2 separate regions of the Mus musculus genome follow, and region 2 is linked to region 1. The links are chromatin contacts, called in public HiChIP or PLAC-seq maps. All regions are on one chromosome and are shown on one strand. The core of a region is the stretch at or near the end of the contact, and the rest is flanking DNA. Distances in the headings are between cores, read along the strand shown.

Evidence for each region. HiChIP or PLAC-seq counts read pairs in DNA pulled down with a chosen protein or histone mark.
Region 2: a contact with region 1 is called in an H3K4me3 HiChIP or PLAC-seq map of forebrain, with 4 times the contacts expected there. The contact joins the enhancer-like site here to the promoter of Marchf4 in region 1. A contact is called at or near these places in 4 of 39 promoter capture datasets (cranial neural crest, embryonic stem cells, hippocampal neurons and 1 more), 6 of 484 Hi-C or Micro-C datasets (the AtT-20 cell line, the N1E-115 cell line, cerebral cortex and 2 more), 7 of 115 datasets of contacts at active chromatin or transcription factors (VIP interneurons, astrocytes, embryonic forebrain and 4 more) and 3 of 9 other capture datasets (adipose tissue, liver and pancreatic islet).

Annotation. Positions count from the first base shown.
Region 1 is chr1:72,535,692-72,540,897 of GRCm38.p6, reverse strand. Marchf4 (membrane associated ring-CH-type finger 4) reads left to right here and starts at 3,739. Exons shown (of 4, transcript NM_001045533.2): 1 at 3,739-5,206. It also overlaps a transcript of Smarcal1 not described here.
Region 2 is chr1:72,371,248-72,376,409 of GRCm38.p6, reverse strand. The region is part of intron 16 of Xrcc5 (X-ray repair complementing defective repair in Chinese hamster cells 5); the gene reads right to left. Among named protein-coding and RNA genes, the nearest start is that of Gm39661, 39 kb to the left of the region's middle. Within about 2 kb of position 3,704, at least 59 of the 459 cell types and tissues checked have an H3K27ac peak or open chromatin away from gene starts, as enhancers often do. A contact at or near this core is called in the AtT-20 cell line, the N1E-115 cell line, cortical neurons and 3 more, where this site is marked.

The DNA of each region.
Region 1 (5,206 bases), core at 2,490-4,989:
CTATTTTTAAATGAGTAGTCTAAGTACCTATGAAGAGGGTGTCTGGTTCGGTATAGAATAGATACTAATAATTTGCATATTAATAGAAATTCTGCAGCTATTCTTCAGGGTCCATGCATTTGAAGCTGGCCAATGGAGATACTGCAAAATTTGGGAAAGCAAATTGTAGGAAAGATTAGAAGACAGATGAATTATGTATAAGACTTGGCTGTGTGATCTCGAGCTCGGAGCTCTCTAATGCCTGTAAAGCCTCCTCAGTCTTTGGCACACTCTGTCTAGGCAAATAAGAGCAATAGCGGCTGGCTTGGAATCCCTTAGAGCCTCCCTGTTTAGAGAATTAAGTACAACAGCCTCTGGAATGAGTCAGGCTGTATGTCTAAGTGTCCTAATATTTCTTCCTAAACCTATTCTTTCAATCTCTCATTCCTTCACTGTTCTTGAAATTCAGATGACCCCAGCATCTTTGTATGTAATGAAATATATCTGAAAACATCCTCATTTAAGGGAATAAATCTATTAAAGGAGCTGAGAACTTTCTGGCGTGAAATGAAAAATATTGATTGCTTCCTACCTGTTAGCAATGAAATCCCATCCAGTTAATTAACCTGCTCAGGGATAAAGTTTATTTTCGCCCTTCACCTTCAGTTCCAAATCTTTAAAGCCATTAAAACAAGAACCTGGTCAATGAATAAATCTCACAGAGGGGCATTTAGAACCTTCTAGACACTGGCTCCACCCATCCTCTTGCCTGTACTTTCAGTTACTTGCCTCTAAGCACCTTCTAGGCAGCCTAACCGAGTGGAAGGGCTGACGTATTCTGTGTTCCTGAGGCCAAGAACGGCTTCCTTCTTCTGAATTCTATGTCTTTTAACTCAGCTTGAATGTCATCTCTTGAAAAAGGCTTTCCCAGAACTCTGGCACTGATCCCTAACTCCCCCAAACTCTTCCCACCTCTCCTAATTGCTGCTGAACTGTAGGCATTACCTCCCTAGTCTGAACCCTCCTACAACTTTTTATACTTTGATAGCACTTATTGTGTGCCTCACATTATCATTATTCCTGTGTTTCTGACATGAGACTCTCGAGGATTCAGCTCTAACCAATTCATTTGTGTGTTCCCGTATCTCCCAACACCATTCCTTACCTATGATTGGTGTTCAGTAAATGTTTTCTGAGTGTTTAAATGGAGACCCATTGATTTAACATTTTCTTTATGGTTGTTTTTCCTCTTGAGGCTCATGATTCAACACTAACATAGTGGGAGCCTAATTCAGTAAGATGTTCTGCAGGATTCGTATTACATTCTAAACAGAATCCACAAAATTCTGTCTTTCTATAGACAATCCAATTGTCCTTCCATTATTAGTAGCTTTCTAGTTACGGAAATCTTTCACTTGCACCAGCAGGGTGGGACAAGACAGTCTTCTTTTGGCCATCACCCATCTCTACAGTTCTGAATGCAGGCTCCAGATGTGGCCTTTCTATTTCCTGTTCCAGTTCACCGCACAACACAGCAGAAATTAGTATTTCATAGTTATAAAACCTTAAAACTCAAATTAAATGGGACATGTACTCAGTCATGTTTACATTGAAGGGGAGAAATATGCAGTTTCATTGAAAAAAGGCCGTTGATCCCTTAGGTCTTTTCCCTGATCACCTGCTGGTCTTTGAGTGCTGCACAGTATGTTCCTGCTGAAAATACAAATACTGGTCCGTGCAAGGACGTCTGAGTTATACAGAGGGACTCAAGCACGTGATGAGGTCAGTTTTATATCACCAGAGGCAGAGATGCAGGGTAGTGCAGAACACAGGTGCTTTCTAATAAAGTTTATTCTGCAGCAGTGTTCACGCAAGTATCAATAATATAAGCATTGTTTTATTGTTATTAAAACATTGGCATTGTTTTTATTGTATTTATTATATGTGTGTATGTGGGGGAGCATTGTGCGTCATGCTATACACATGGAAGTCAGAGAAAAAGTCGCAGCAGGAAGTTTTCTCCATCCACCAGGAACCCCTAGGATCAAGTTCTGGCCAGGCGTGGGGTCGAGCACTTTCACCTCTGAGCCATCTTAGTGGCCTAGCAAGCATCATTTTCTTTTTCTTTCTTTTTATTTTATCATTTTTTTCTGGAATCATTTTCCTTTTCTTTCTTTTTCTTCCTTCTCTTTCTTTCTTTCTTTCTTTCTTTCTTTCTTTCTTTCTTTCTTTCTTTTTTTCTAGCATCATTTTCAAATACTGACTTTGAGCAGGCTCTCAGCCTCCATGTCAGGTGCTGGGACATGATTCAGCCAAGCAGCCATGCTTGGTTGGCCAAGACCTAGAGATCATCCGCTCCCTCGGGCTCAGGGCGATGAATATCCATGGAGACACCAACAAAAGGGCAGCTTCCTTATGACTCACTGAGCGAGCTTTCATGCCAGTGATATTTTGGTGTGGTGATTTTACATTCTACTCTGTCTACAGCATCAGAATTTCTAAGTGCATTAGCATAATTAGCCCAGCTCTGTAGATGACTCATTGCAGTGTGTTTTCTAAGTCTGTGACCCTAACAGTAGTGGCAGGGGTGGGGCGGAGTGGGATTCTAAATTACAAATGGCCCAAGTCTGCAGTTGTAAACAGCAAGTATTGATACAGCTTGTTTTGGGCTTCCTTCTCTCTGGGTCTCTGCATTTAGGAATACTCTTCTGTTCATTGGAAATGCCTTGACAAGGATGGGTAGAGTGGTACAAATAAGAAGAAAGGGCAGAGGAAATTAAAGTCAACTTCCAATCTCTCCTCGCTGGTGGCTCTGTGGAAAATTCGGATGGGGGAAGGCTAGGGATTTTAGTTAGCATGAGGGTATATTATTGCCCTGGATTCTTATGAGTCACAGCCGAAAGAACGTAACAGCTTGAAGTAAAGATGACACTGGTAATGGTGGCTATATAACAAATATGTATTTTACCTCAAGCCTAGGAATATTAGGTTGACTTAGGCATATGAGAATAAAAATGAATCCAACACATAATGCAGGGTCAGGGAGAGAAGGGAGAGAGGAGAAGGAAGAGGAAGAGAAGGAAGAGGAGGAGGGGGAGGTCGAGGGGGAGGGGAGGGGGAGGGGGAGGAGAGAGGAGAGAAGATGAAAGAGGACATTTCCTTTCTTGTTGCAGTTTAAATTCTAGAAGGCAAAAATGCTTCAAGGTTTAAGAAGCACTTTTCTCGTGAGTTCTAAAGTCATGAGAGATTTAATCTCCACCAGGGGCCAGCTTCAATATGGAAGTCACAAAACTTTATCCTTTCTAAAGCTACCAAGTGACATCTACTTTAAGTGCGTGTAAAGAAGAGCATCATAGATTTTGGTTAAAAGGAAACTGTATTGGGTGTATACGTGCTGAGGGAAGCGGTGAGAGGGACGAACGGTGGACAGGGAGCTTACGAATGGTGCTGTCCACCCGAATTCTTTCTATCTGGGAAAAGACATTGGAGTGAATACACGCATCACTCCACCACCCAAGTTCCCATTCTGCCTCCTTTACTCTTCACTGCCTCCTCCCTCCTCTCCTAAATCCCTCCTTCTCTTCGTACCTCCCTTTCCCCTGGTTCCTCCCTATCTTCTTCCTCTTCCTTCAAACAGTTCTCTCTCCTCCTGTGGCTCCCTCTCTCCTAGTCTCTCGCTCTTTCCCTCCTCCATCCCTCAGCGGCGTCTGCGTCAGGCCCCCACTGGCATGACGCGCGGGGTCTGGGTGGGAGCTGTCCACTCACCCAGGTGCTGAACGCAGCAGCGGCTTCACGGCCGCTCGGGTGGGAGTAGCTGGGTGCCTTCTCCGCTCTAAGAAGGTTGTTTCCAGTCCTCGGACCGCCAGCCTACCGCCCGGCACCTCCCTTCCAGCACCACCCCTTTGGGAACTGAGCCAGGGGGGCAGCAGTCGCGGCGGCGGGTGCTGAGCAACCGCGGAAGACAACACCTGGCAGCAGGCTAGAATCTGATTTGTTTCCTTTTCGGCTTTTCTAAGAGATATATTTATATACGGTTCTGGGGAGTCTCCAGGACCAAGCTGGAGCCAAGTGCCGTCTGTCTGACCATCTCGACCACACCGTCTCTATTCCTCCTCCCCACCTTCAGCTTACACCGCAAACAAGCCTTACCTCGGTGCATCTGGGAGAGGTAGCAACAGCAAGCGAGCCTAGCCAGCCAGAGGCAGCCGGAGGAAGGAGGGGCGGCGTGGGGGTGGGAGCAAAGAGCGGGCCGAGGCCGCCCAAGGTGGGGGGAGCGGGGGCAGAGCTGTCGACAGGACCTGACAGCCGCCCTCCTCCACCCCCACCCACCAGAAGCACTCTTTCCTGATTATCCGAGAACTGAATTGTTCCATTAGTATTATTTTATTTTTTATTCTCCCCATCACTTCCCCACCGCCCCTACCCCCACGCCTGCCTCGTCTGTGGTTGCATGGCAGCACTGCCCGGGTGCGGGGGCTCAGGGCCAGCCCCTCGGGAAGGAAGAGGAGGAGGATCATGAAGCCTGGAGTCGCGACCGCGCTGGACCGCGGGCAGCAGCCAGAGGACCAGCTGGAGCAGCCCCCGCCTGGGAGACACCAGGACGCAGACCAGCAGTCGCTTCTGCCGCCACAGCAGCAGCGCCGGGCGCGTGCAGACCCAGAGCAGGAGGAGGAGGGCGACAGCGACCCAGAAGAGGACGAGGAGGAGAAAGCGAAGCCACTCTCCAGCCCGGACCTGCCCATTTTCCAGCTCTCGAACCTCGCCCGAAGGGACCTTTGATGGAACCAAGGGGAGGGGCCTCCGACTTACAGACTGCAGCTGGAGTGGGCTGGGGGCTGAGATCATGTAACTATTCCCCTTTACTCTCCCCTCCCACAAGCCCCTCTTCGCTACCTCCTTTCTCAGATCCTTCTGTCACCTTCTCAACCCCAAACACACACCCTTCCTCTATTCAGGACCTTAAGCTCTGGAAGGCAGCAGCCCTCCGAGGGTTAAGGATCTCTTTTTCCTCCATCCTTTCCCGGTCCACCGCCCTATATCCCACCTCTTCTGTGTAGCCTTTTGGCTGCATAGGCGAAGCACAAGGCGAAGCTCTTTGCCCAATTTCACCCACAACCAGCCCCCCTAATTCCTCTCTTAAAAGCAACTCTGGTGCTGCTGGAGGTCAATTGTCCTGGTTTTCTGCCCAAGAGAATTAGGACGTCTTCTACCCCCACCCAATCTTGCC
Region 2 (5,162 bases), core at 2,455-4,954, 160 kb after region 1:
TTTCCCTTCCGGCTGCACCGCCTCATGGGAAGTCTGCTTACTGCTCATTTTTCAGGTATCAGTAGTTAAATAATTTTTAAATGGCAAAAACAGATTTATATTCCTAGTGACAGTGGTATCTTTACTTTTAAAAATTATAAGGCAACAATAAAAATGTAGGCATTTAAATCAAATAAACATAATGTTAGGATATCACTAACAGAATAAAAATGAATGATGCCCATCAGCAGATAAGACTCTAGGCAAGGAGTCTTTCACCAATGGAATCGACATGGAAATTACAACCCCTGCTTCAAGCCAGAAAGTTGGAAAGGATATGTGCTCGATAATAAAAGGGAGTCTGTGGTGTAGATTTTACAACAGGCAGCTAAAATGATCACAAAATGGCTCCCTTTTTGTTTCTCTTTAGGACAGCAGTTCTCAACCTGTGTGGCACAACCCCTTTGGGGGTCAAACAACACTTTCACAGGGGTCACCTAGCACCATCAGAAAACAGAGATTTACATTATGACTCACAAAGGTAGCAAATTTACAGGTATGAAGTAGCAACGAAATAATTTTATGGTTGGGGTCAGCACAACATGAGGAACTGTATTAAAGGGTGGCAGTGTTAGGAAGGTTGAGAACCACTGATCTAGGATATGAATCAGCTGCTGTGGGTAGAGCTTGCAAGTTTATCAGCCAGAAGGAAAGAATTCGCTTTAAATATTTGCCACAGGAAATGTAACCCAAGCAGTCCTTACTCGCAGGATGAAGAGCTATGAAGCCATCCATGTAAGGCAGAAGCAAGCAGCACATGGCAAGCAGCCTTTAGTACCTTGTGCCATGTTGCAAAAAGAACAGGGAATATGGGGTAACTGGAGGCAGAGCCATGAAGGACCAGAGATGCTGCCCATCACAGGAAAGGAGATACTCTGACATTTCCGCCAATCCCCATACCGTTTTTCTGTCACAATTTCCCTTTGACTGAACCCTGCAGAAGTCTATAGACCTAGGAGAATGGGAAAGGCAACTGGCAAGGGGCCGCCTGGGCCTCCCAGGCCTTGACCATGCAATGTGTACAGGGGTAGAGTGAGGTTTAGATCTACGGGCCACCTGGTGTGTGCCTTTATCATGAGGTAACAAAAATGACCACCCCTTTGTTTGAACTGGATATTTCCAGGAGAACTGGATATGAACAAGGTATTATTTAATATAAACGATAAAGTAAGACAGCCTTTGCAACACTTTCTCTTTCCTCTCTAATGAGGTGGGACACAACAAAACCCAATTAAGTGGCTACAAAGCTTCACCAGCACATCTGAAACTTTTACTAGATGTTTGCTTTTTTTATTTAATAAGTTTTACTCTACAGAAAGAGAGTCACATAATAACCATTAGTTTTACTACGTATAACAGCTTTATCTAAGTGGCATACATTTCATATATATATATATATTTCATATATATATGTGTGTATATACATATTTTATTTTATATATATATATATATACATATATATATATATATATGATATTTAACATGGGAGGACACAACAGCAGTTACCATACCACCACATGATTGTGGAAATATACAGGAGGTCCTAGAAGTAACTGAGTGACTCCCATAGGACCCATGTCCTCACAGGGGTCAAACTGGTAAGTAGCTAAGTACAAAAAGAAGGTATTTTAAATACTTTTCCCCAAACAACAAAAGACAGGCTGATTTCTTTCTTTTTTCTTTCTTTTTTTAAAAATGTATTTATTTATTTTATTTATATGAGTACACTGTAGCTATCTTCAGACACACCAGAAGAGGGCATCAGATCCCATTACAGATGATTGTGAGCCTCCATGTGGTTGCTGGGAATTGAACTCAGGACCTCTGGAAGAGCAGTCAGTGCTCTTAACCACTGAGCCATCTCTCCAACCCCACCCCGATTTATTTCTTAACCTAAGATTCCAAGAAGTTTTCCTTGGATGTCTGTGTTCCTTGCTTCCATTTTTACAAATTCTAGTGAATATTCTCATTGGGGAAAAAGAAATCAAAAGACACAGAACTTTTCAAAAAGGCATAAAGTTTATGAGCCTGAAAATGGCCTCTGAAATTGCCTGTTCACGCAGCAGTGAGGGACACATCACTCGCCCTTTGCCTCTTTTGTCCTTTGCCCCTTAGGAACTGTTCTGCAGGGATCTGCCTCCTAATCCCCCAGTTAGCACAATGCTGTGGCTTCCTCACAGAAAGAGAAAAAGGGTCCACAGGTACACAAGGGTCCCCAACACTATCACACTACGCATGCTGGGTAGCAGGGGAGCAGAACTAAATACAGAGTGCTGACCTCCTCATAGAAGAGGTGCAGCCCCAGACGATTATTATTATTATTAACAACAACATCATCGTTATCACCATCTCTCTCCAATAAGTAAAAAACTCAATTAAAACCTCACCCTCTAAGCTCCACAAGTTCCATCTCAGCCCGTTTTTTTCATGCTTAACGATTTTCTCATTAAATGCAGTAATTTCTTACAAATTGCACTAATAAAAGTAAGTCCTGCTGGGTGTTCCCTCCCTTTTTAAATGCTGTCTTTTCATTGATGTGTTAAATTAAAACCGCAGGCGCAGGGAGCAGAGTAAATGCAAGTCTTTATTGTCAGATTCTATTCCTAAGGACTATGAGAGCTCTCTTGTTTTATTTTTGTTTTTATTTGTGTTAACTGTGAGTCCTACTTCTGTAGCTACAAGAAAGGAAGATATTGAAGGCCTCTCGACCTTAGTTTACCCTGTAGTGTGAGCTAAGAAGAAACTAGAAAAGTAACATCCAGTGAGGTGAGGTTGTAGGCTGTGAACCCAAGCACATGATACAAAGCATAACAACATATCATTCTAAAATCTGGATGGATAGTATTCCTCATCTGAAACAGTTGGTTTTAAGACCAGATCTCCTCCAGGGCCGATGGCAATTTTTAAATTCCATGGTCAATGGAAGAACTCCATAGCATATTATGATTTTGTTGGTTTTTTTTTTCATTAAAAACACATATGTTAAACATTAAAAGCCCACTGAACATTTCTCAGAAAGCATAAAGATCATCAATTAACACAAGAAATATAGCAACATAGCAGTGTAATACAGAACAAAGATTATTCTCTCTCTGAAATGATTCATCCTCTCCAGCTCCAGAAAAAAAGAAATACATTTGAAGAGAGAGGGAGAGAAAAAAAAAAAAAACCTACACCAAGCTACCATAAGCAAGCAAGCAAAGGAAGACATTCTGTTAAATACGCAAGCGATGTCTTTTGGCTCATTTATGTAAACTGTACGACAGATGGTTATGTACAGTATATGCCATACTCCTAAAAGAATGCACTGGGCTCATTGAGAGTCAGGAAGGGAAGAGAAAGATGGCTTCCACAAGTTCCTAAGGTCCCAGAACTCTTACACTTGGCAAAAGTTACTAAGTAAAAGAGATACAGGGAAATTAAGAGCCTTACCACCATGGTCTGCTCCTATTCCAGATGGACAGTAAGAAGAAAGCAAGTGCAAGGTGACAGTGCTTTGCAGTAACTGTCTGGAGTCTACCTGAGTAGGTGTTGATGTCATCCACTGCTGCAGGGATGACATCAGGGATAAAGCAGAAGGAACCAAGTAGCCATAGTAACAGCATAGCTTAGAGGAGACAGTCTGGAACAGGGGACCAGTCTGGCAATGGGATCCAATTAAAACTTGGTAATTGAATGAAATTGAAATTCATGTATCAGCTGACACTCCAGAGTGAGTGATGAGTCAGCCTCCACACAGGCAGCCAGCAATGAAAGGTGCTTCTGTGCACACCAGAGCAGAGGCAGCACACTGTTTACACAGCACATCAAGAATCTGCGTCACTCTTGAAATATCACTACCAGGCATTTCAGAAAACCATATTCTACATAAATCCTCTAGAACTCCACTAACACCCTTTGTTAATCCAGCTCCTTTCCTTAAGAACTCCTCAGATCGTCTCCTTTTTCTCTCATTTACATTATTTTCTATTGCTTAATGAAGAACATTTAATATCTAGAGTTCAAAATACAGAAAAGCTATATTTCTCTAGGTGGTAGTTAATCTTCTTTGCCAACTCTCCTGGACTTGGGATCACCTAGGAAACATATCTCTGTTGTATCTTTGAGGGAATTTCCAGAGTTTAACTGAGAGAAAACCCACCTTCAATGTGAGTAGTTGTGGTGGTTTGAACAGGAATAGCCCCACAGACTCATATGCTTGGTCACTAGGGAGTGGCACTATTAGGAAGTCTGGCCTTGTTGGAGTAGGTGTGGCCTTGTTAGAGGAAGAGTGTCACTGCGTGTGTGCTTTGAGGTTTCCAATGCTCAAACCAAGCCCAGTATCTCTTTCTCTTCCTGCTGCCTGGGGATCAAGATGTAGAACTCTTAGCTACCACTCCAGCACCTTGTCTGCCTACCTGCCACATGTTTCCCACCATGATGATAACGAACTAAGGCTCTGAACCTGTAGACCACCCCCAATGAAATATTTTCCTCTATAAGAGTTGCTGTAGTGAGTGTGTGTCTCTTCCTTCACAGAAACGGAACATTGACTAAGACATAAGTGACAACTCATGGACTGGGTCCCAGACTGAAAATAAGAGAAAACAAGCAGAGAACCAGCATTCATGTCTCTCTGACTCATGGCTGTGGCTGCAGTGTGAGCAGCTACCTCACATCCTGCTGCCATGTTTTCCCTACTACTAAGGACAGTCTCCCTACAAACTGTGAGCCAAAATAAAGAATTTCTTCTGCAAGATGCTGTTGTCAAGAATTGTGCCATTGCAGTGAGAAAAGTAACTAATATGTTCTGTTTCTTCTTTCTTAGGTTTAGAATTTGGAAACTGATTGAAATAATCAAAGAAAAAATTCTGGTGCAACTCAAAAATTCAAATTTTTGTTCCTTCCAAGCTCTCATCTGTTAGAGTTAACAACACGAACAAAGTAGCTCACTATGAGCTGGCGGGGTGCAGGCATCAGAGGAAAACATTTTAGTCATTTTGTCTCACTGGTGATGGACTCACTAACTACATTACCAAGATAACAAATTACATATACTATAAGAAAACAATAACTAGACATTACTACCTATAGGCTCTGAAAGCAAAGGCATTTTCAGAGTACGTCTGGGAAAGAGAAAAGAT